Linked DNA regions of Gossypium arboreum: region 1 is linked to region 2. The links are chromatin contacts, called in public Hi-C maps. All regions are on one chromosome and are shown on one strand. The core of a region is the stretch at or near the end of the contact, and the rest is flanking DNA. Distances in the headings are between cores, read along the strand shown. Region 1 has its middle 4.5 kb from the start of LOC128292039. Region 2 overlaps LOC108460766 (auxin transporter-like protein 2).

Evidence for each region. A called contact is a pair of places that touch in the nucleus more often than the background predicts.
Region 1: a contact with region 2 is called in a Hi-C map of leaf, with 2.8 times the contacts expected there. The contact joins two enhancer-like sites. A contact is called at or near these places in 3 of 5 Hi-C or Micro-C datasets (all in leaf).

The regions. Positions count from the first base shown.
Region 1 is chr4:109,419,602-109,422,462 of ASM2569848v2, reverse strand. No RefSeq gene overlaps it. Among protein-coding and RNA genes, the nearest start is that of LOC128292039, 4.5 kb to the left of the region's middle. Within about 2 kb of position 1,527, at least 2 of the 2 cell types and tissues checked have an H3K27ac peak or open chromatin away from gene starts, as enhancers often do. A contact at or near this core is called in leaf, where this site is marked.
Region 2 is chr4:109,383,270-109,385,969 of ASM2569848v2, reverse strand. LOC108460766 (auxin transporter-like protein 2) reads right to left here. Exons shown (of 9, transcript XM_053026470.1): 8 at 2,664-2,700; 9 at 1,518-2,152. The coding sequence ends at 1,925. Among protein-coding and RNA genes, the nearest start is that of LOC108460766, 5.1 kb to the right of the region's middle. Within about 2 kb of position 1,414, at least 1 of the 2 cell types and tissues checked has an H3K27ac peak or open chromatin away from gene starts, as enhancers often do. A contact at or near this core is called in leaf, where this site is marked.

The sequences.
Region 1 (2,861 bases), core at 278-2,777, 36 kb before region 2:
TTGGAAACGTAAAACCCATTTGCATGCATAATTAATTTTAATGGGATTTTCCTTTTCTTAATTACTGATAGTAATTTCATAAATAATTTCAATTTTCAGAAATTTAAGCTTGAAGACCGGGAATCTGGAAATTTTCTTTCCCATTTTTGTGTTTAGAATTCATTTGATGCATAGAGATGTTATTAGAGATATCTACATGCTGGTAGGAACCCCTCCTTTTAAAATGAAAATTTATCTATTTATGCTCTTTAAAAATTTAAAATTTTAAATTAATAAAAATAAAATTATACTTTATGCCCTAAAAATAATAAAATTTTAATTTAATTCTTTAAAAGTTATAAAATATAAACTATTAAAATTTAAAATTTAATTTCGAACCTTAAAATATTTTTCTATCTTTGCCTGTGCTGGAGATCATACCTGCTGTAGAACATGATACGAATATGAAATTAGTTCTTTTGTTGTATTATTTTATTTTAATTATGACTTAAACCCTAAATTAGAGATCATACCTGCACTAAAAAATCCGAATATGTCATCTCAATCTGTTTTATATAATGGATGGTTTCAAGGTTCTAAGTAGGTTGTTTAACTTTAATGTTCTCTACAGTAAAAATATTATGGAAGTCTTGTTAGATAATATTTTATTTCTTTATTAAAAAATAGATAAATTTATCTTTATATGTTAAAACAAATAGTAAATTGATTATTTTTGTTAAAATTTCATTGATCTATACTATTAAAAACTAACATGCCTAATGGAATAACCAATAGAGACATGTGACATGACACATGCCACTTGTACCTCATGTTGATGTACATAGACTAGTTTTTAACTGTAGAAATGGATAGAATTTTTAATAGAAAGACTAGTTTAATATTTGATTTAACATATATGGACTAATTTGTACATTTTTTAAATAGGCAGGACAAAATTCAATTCAACTTTTTATATAGAGGCCTCCATGATACTTTAACCATATATTTACTCGTGTTATTTAAAATTTAGTGTTTAATAATGTTTATGATTTTATAATTATTTAATTTTAATATTTTTTACCACTTTTAATGTTTTTAATACTTTTTGGCTGGTCAAAGTCAATGGAACACCATTAAATATTTTTGACCAAAAAGTATACTAGAAGAATAGTTGATGTAATAAAAAATAAATAAAAAATTGTTAAGGTGATTATGACATGTCTTTGGACGTTGGAGATTTGCATTTGGGATGGTTCTGACATTAACAATTTACGACAATATGAAGTGAAAGATTGTCAACATTTGATATTTAGAAGCTTTTAGCTTCTTCAATTGGATAATCATGTAATTTTCAGTATGCCGTAAAAATCATGAAATTTTGGATGTGAAATGCACCATTATGTCAACATAATGCGAGTAACTTGTAAAAATCAAGGAATTTTCATCGGCCACTCTCATGGTGAATGAAAAATGTGCCACAACCCTTCATTGATGATTGAATGCAACACAAATAGCCCTTAAAGCTTTATCAAAACAATCATTTGGGGTAAGAGCCGTAGACAGTCTCTTCAAAGCAAGCCCCAAGGGATGCTTCATGATTTTATCATCATCTCTTGATTCAACACAAGCGTCCCTCGACCCTTCTAAGAGTAAAATAGCGTCTCTCTGCAATACCAAACCACCCCATACTTATGTGTTACAACATATTTAAGCATCCAATTATGGAAATATATAAGGCTCAAAGAAAGATTACAAAAGAAAAGAAACAAAGTTTAATAATAACAATCTTCAAGTTTTTAGGACCAATCCCAACAGTCTTGTCAGTCCAAGCCCACTTCAAATATTGGGTCAGTTTGAGAAAAAAAGTTTCAAGTTAAAAAAATTGGCCCAAACGATCAAAGTTAAGGTGCAATTATCCCTTTTGCAAGAGAGCCAATGCCTTCCTTACTTTTATTATTATCTTTCTGACGAACCTGAAATACCAAGCCTTAGATCTAGCTAAATTTGATGAAACGGCAGCTTTCACATGTAAACAGTATGCCAATGTAAGCAAACAACTTGCTTTATTATGGTAATCTTCCTTTAACCTTGAAGTAACCCTAATCTCATCATGTTAAGGTTGCTTATATCAGAATCATAGTTTTATTCTTTTTTGTTTCTTTCTATATACAGTTCCTTGCTGCAGCAGACTGGTGGCTCTAAATCCTAAATCTTACTTTCTTTCTACGGTAATGAAGGAATTATGGCACTATAATCTATGAACAACTTACCTTGCCAAGTAAGGATACAATTGGTTTATTATTTAACAGGCTAAAGCAGGACACCAAAAATAAAAATATAAAAAAGTTTTGAATATGGTCAACTAGAAGCAGTGAAATGTTTAGGGTGTGAAGGCCAAAATTTGCTTACAAGTTAAGACTGACAGCTTGAAATAACCTAATTCAACTTCAGCTATCCCTTGTTATCTGCTTTTCATTATCCCTCCTTAACCTATACGCTTCACTGTTTTTGGACCCTTATTTGTTAGTAGTTATCAAGGTGGTTTTATCAACACATCTAAAATTTTGTATGTATGAATTTCTCATGAAATTATGGTATGCGTAAATGAATAATTGAGATTTTCTGTCATTTTTATTTGGAAATTGTTATATAACATTACCTCTTCAATACTAAAAAACAGCCTCGGATTTATTTTTTCATGGTAATTTTTTTATCTCATTTGAGTATTTTTGTGTAGGTATAATGTTTATTTTGATCCTTTGATATATTTATTTTTATTTTATATATAGAAAGATTTGTATTAGTTGGATAAGAAAGAAAATGTGTATTAGAAAGTAAAATACATTTTTATTTATTTTTGTTAGGCCCATTTGGCCATGAAT
Region 2 (2,700 bases), core at 165-2,664:
AATGTATTATATTATTCATATATTCTAAAATAATATGATATGGTATAATATTATCGAGTATCTAAATTGTGATCTTTTCGGATCATTTTAATCTAAGTTAAATTATATTTTATTGAATTTCATAAATTTTACGATGGTTTGAATCTTAAATATTTACTTTTATCGGATCTCAAGATATAATTAACTTGAACATCAATTAATATTCAATTAAAATAATTATTATAAAATTTTAAATTTAATAATTATTATTTAAGGTAACTTTGTTAAATGCATAAAATTTAAATTTACAATAATTTAATATATAAAATATTTTTATATTTAAAAAATTAAAAATAAAACTTTCTTAATATGATATATATTTAGAGTGAATTCTACACTACATTTATTAATTTGTAATTATCTTAAAAGTAAAAAGTAATAAATATGTTCAAAAAATTTGTATATTAAATAATTATTATATGTAGAGAGAGGACAAGTTGTATGTAAAATTAGATATGTATCAAAATTAAGAGAGGATCCTATGATAATTTTTTCTCAATCAAAATCAACTTTGTGAGACTAGAATAATAGCTAAGAAAGAGAACACAACTACTAACAGCATCAAACACAGTAAAAAAAAAGTGAGTATGGGCAAGATTTGGTCAATACCAACAAGATCTAAATGGAACCAACTATCCCATAGAAATTTCTTTTGTCAATTATTTCTTTACCTAATCATGAAAAAACACACAATCTAAAAATACCAAACCATGACTTGATTCAAATAACCCACATGAAATCAGGTAAAAAGCCTAATCATGCTGCTTGTTCCCATTCTCTTTTCAGCTTTGGTGTAAATGATTTTTTTTTTAAAAAGAAAAAATAGTTCTCATCAAACTTTGATTAATTACTCTGTCACCACTGCCAAATGTGGACACTTCCACACTTTCTCTTTACAAATCTAAAGACCAAAAAGAAGAAAAAACCCCAGCAAGAACACACACCTATCAATCGAGTGCATGTGCTAGCAACAATAAATAAATAAATAAATAAATAAAGTTGAAGACCAATGAAGAAAGATGGAAATGATTAGTTAGTTAATTATAATGGTTAATTATAGGGTTGTAATTAGCCATGGAATCAAATAAGATAAATACATATATTATTAAAAATGAAGTATTTAGTTGAGTCAAAGATGAAGTGATAAGTGATATCAGTCTCAGGTTGGATGATTAAACAACTCTTATTCCTATCCTTTAAAAATTTTGATAATTCATTTGCAGTGTATACTTTTTTTTTTCTGGAAACTATGTTGTGTACATAAAAAATGAGGGAATATTTAGGAGTAAAGAGTGGCACGTGAGAAAGGGATAAGGCAACGTGCAAGCCATGTGAAAGTGGGGCGGGTCCACGGCCCACTCCTCTTCCATAGAATCTAATGTGAAGAGGGCCATTAAAACATGTCCAAAGCAATAAATTAAATAAAAACACTGTACACCCATACCCTTTGGTTTCTTTTCTTTATTATAACAACTTACTGTGGGAACATGATAGTTGTAATAATTGGCATTCCACATTAAAAATAAAGTTTCATTGTTTTGGAATGAACAACCAAAATTTTTATACATTATCTCAACCAAAGGATATGAGAAAAAGATAGTAGAAAGCTAAACATATGGTATTTAATTAGGCCTATGCTTTTGATTGCAAAGGAATCATCACAAATTCAACACACTATTTTTAATTTACTAATTTTAGAGAAGGGGTTGAGGGAAAAAAATAGAAAAAAAAAAAAAAAGACAAAATCCAGCACACATCACATGTAGGGGAGACATTGGTATCTTCCCATGTATGATACAAAGATATGGAAGGAAAACAGGGAATTCATATTGTTTCTTTCTTTGGTTTTTGTTTCTTGCTATATAAGTTTTTGGGTCGAGTCAACTCAGTGGTGGTTTGCAGCAGCTGCTGCTGCTCCGGTTGGTGGAGGTGGCTTGCATTGATAGCACTTAGCGAACAAGCCGAAAGTGTCGATTTGCCTGATGAAATTGGTCATGCTAGCCCATCCACCGAACCCAAATCCAACCACCAAAACCCACACCACTATGAAGGCATTGAAGGCATACATTGCAGTCCAGCTTGGCATGAAGAACGGAGGCTTTTCTGCTGCATTCTGCTCATGAAGATAACGTGAAAACATAAAAATTAGAGAATGGGGTTTGGCATATGTTGGAGTTGAAGACGGAAGTGGAAGGAAAAGGGTCAAGTCAGCCAGCTCATGCACATCCAATCCAACACAGTGTATACAGCGTTGCAACTGTAGCATATAACTAAATGAAAAGGACTTGCCAACTATCCAATTCTTCTCGTAATGTTTCCAAATCCAAGCCTTAAATGCATTTGTACATTTGCTTCAGACTTTTAACTCCCTCTTTTTCTTCTCTCTCCACACATTTTGGCCAAAGCTAGCTACGACTATGTGGAATAATGTGTGAAATATTGCTCATCAAACCTACCTACAGGACTGACTGTGTCCATTGCCCACTTCATTTTAAAAGACCAATTTACCCCAAATAAATAAAGATAACTACAACTTGAGTCTAGGTTAGTGGGACAACAAGATAATGGTCCTAGTGAGTTGAAACTTTTGTAAAGGAAGAGGATCTGTAACTGTGATGATTTACCTGTCGAGCAGAGGCTTTTCTGTAGGTGAGCATATGG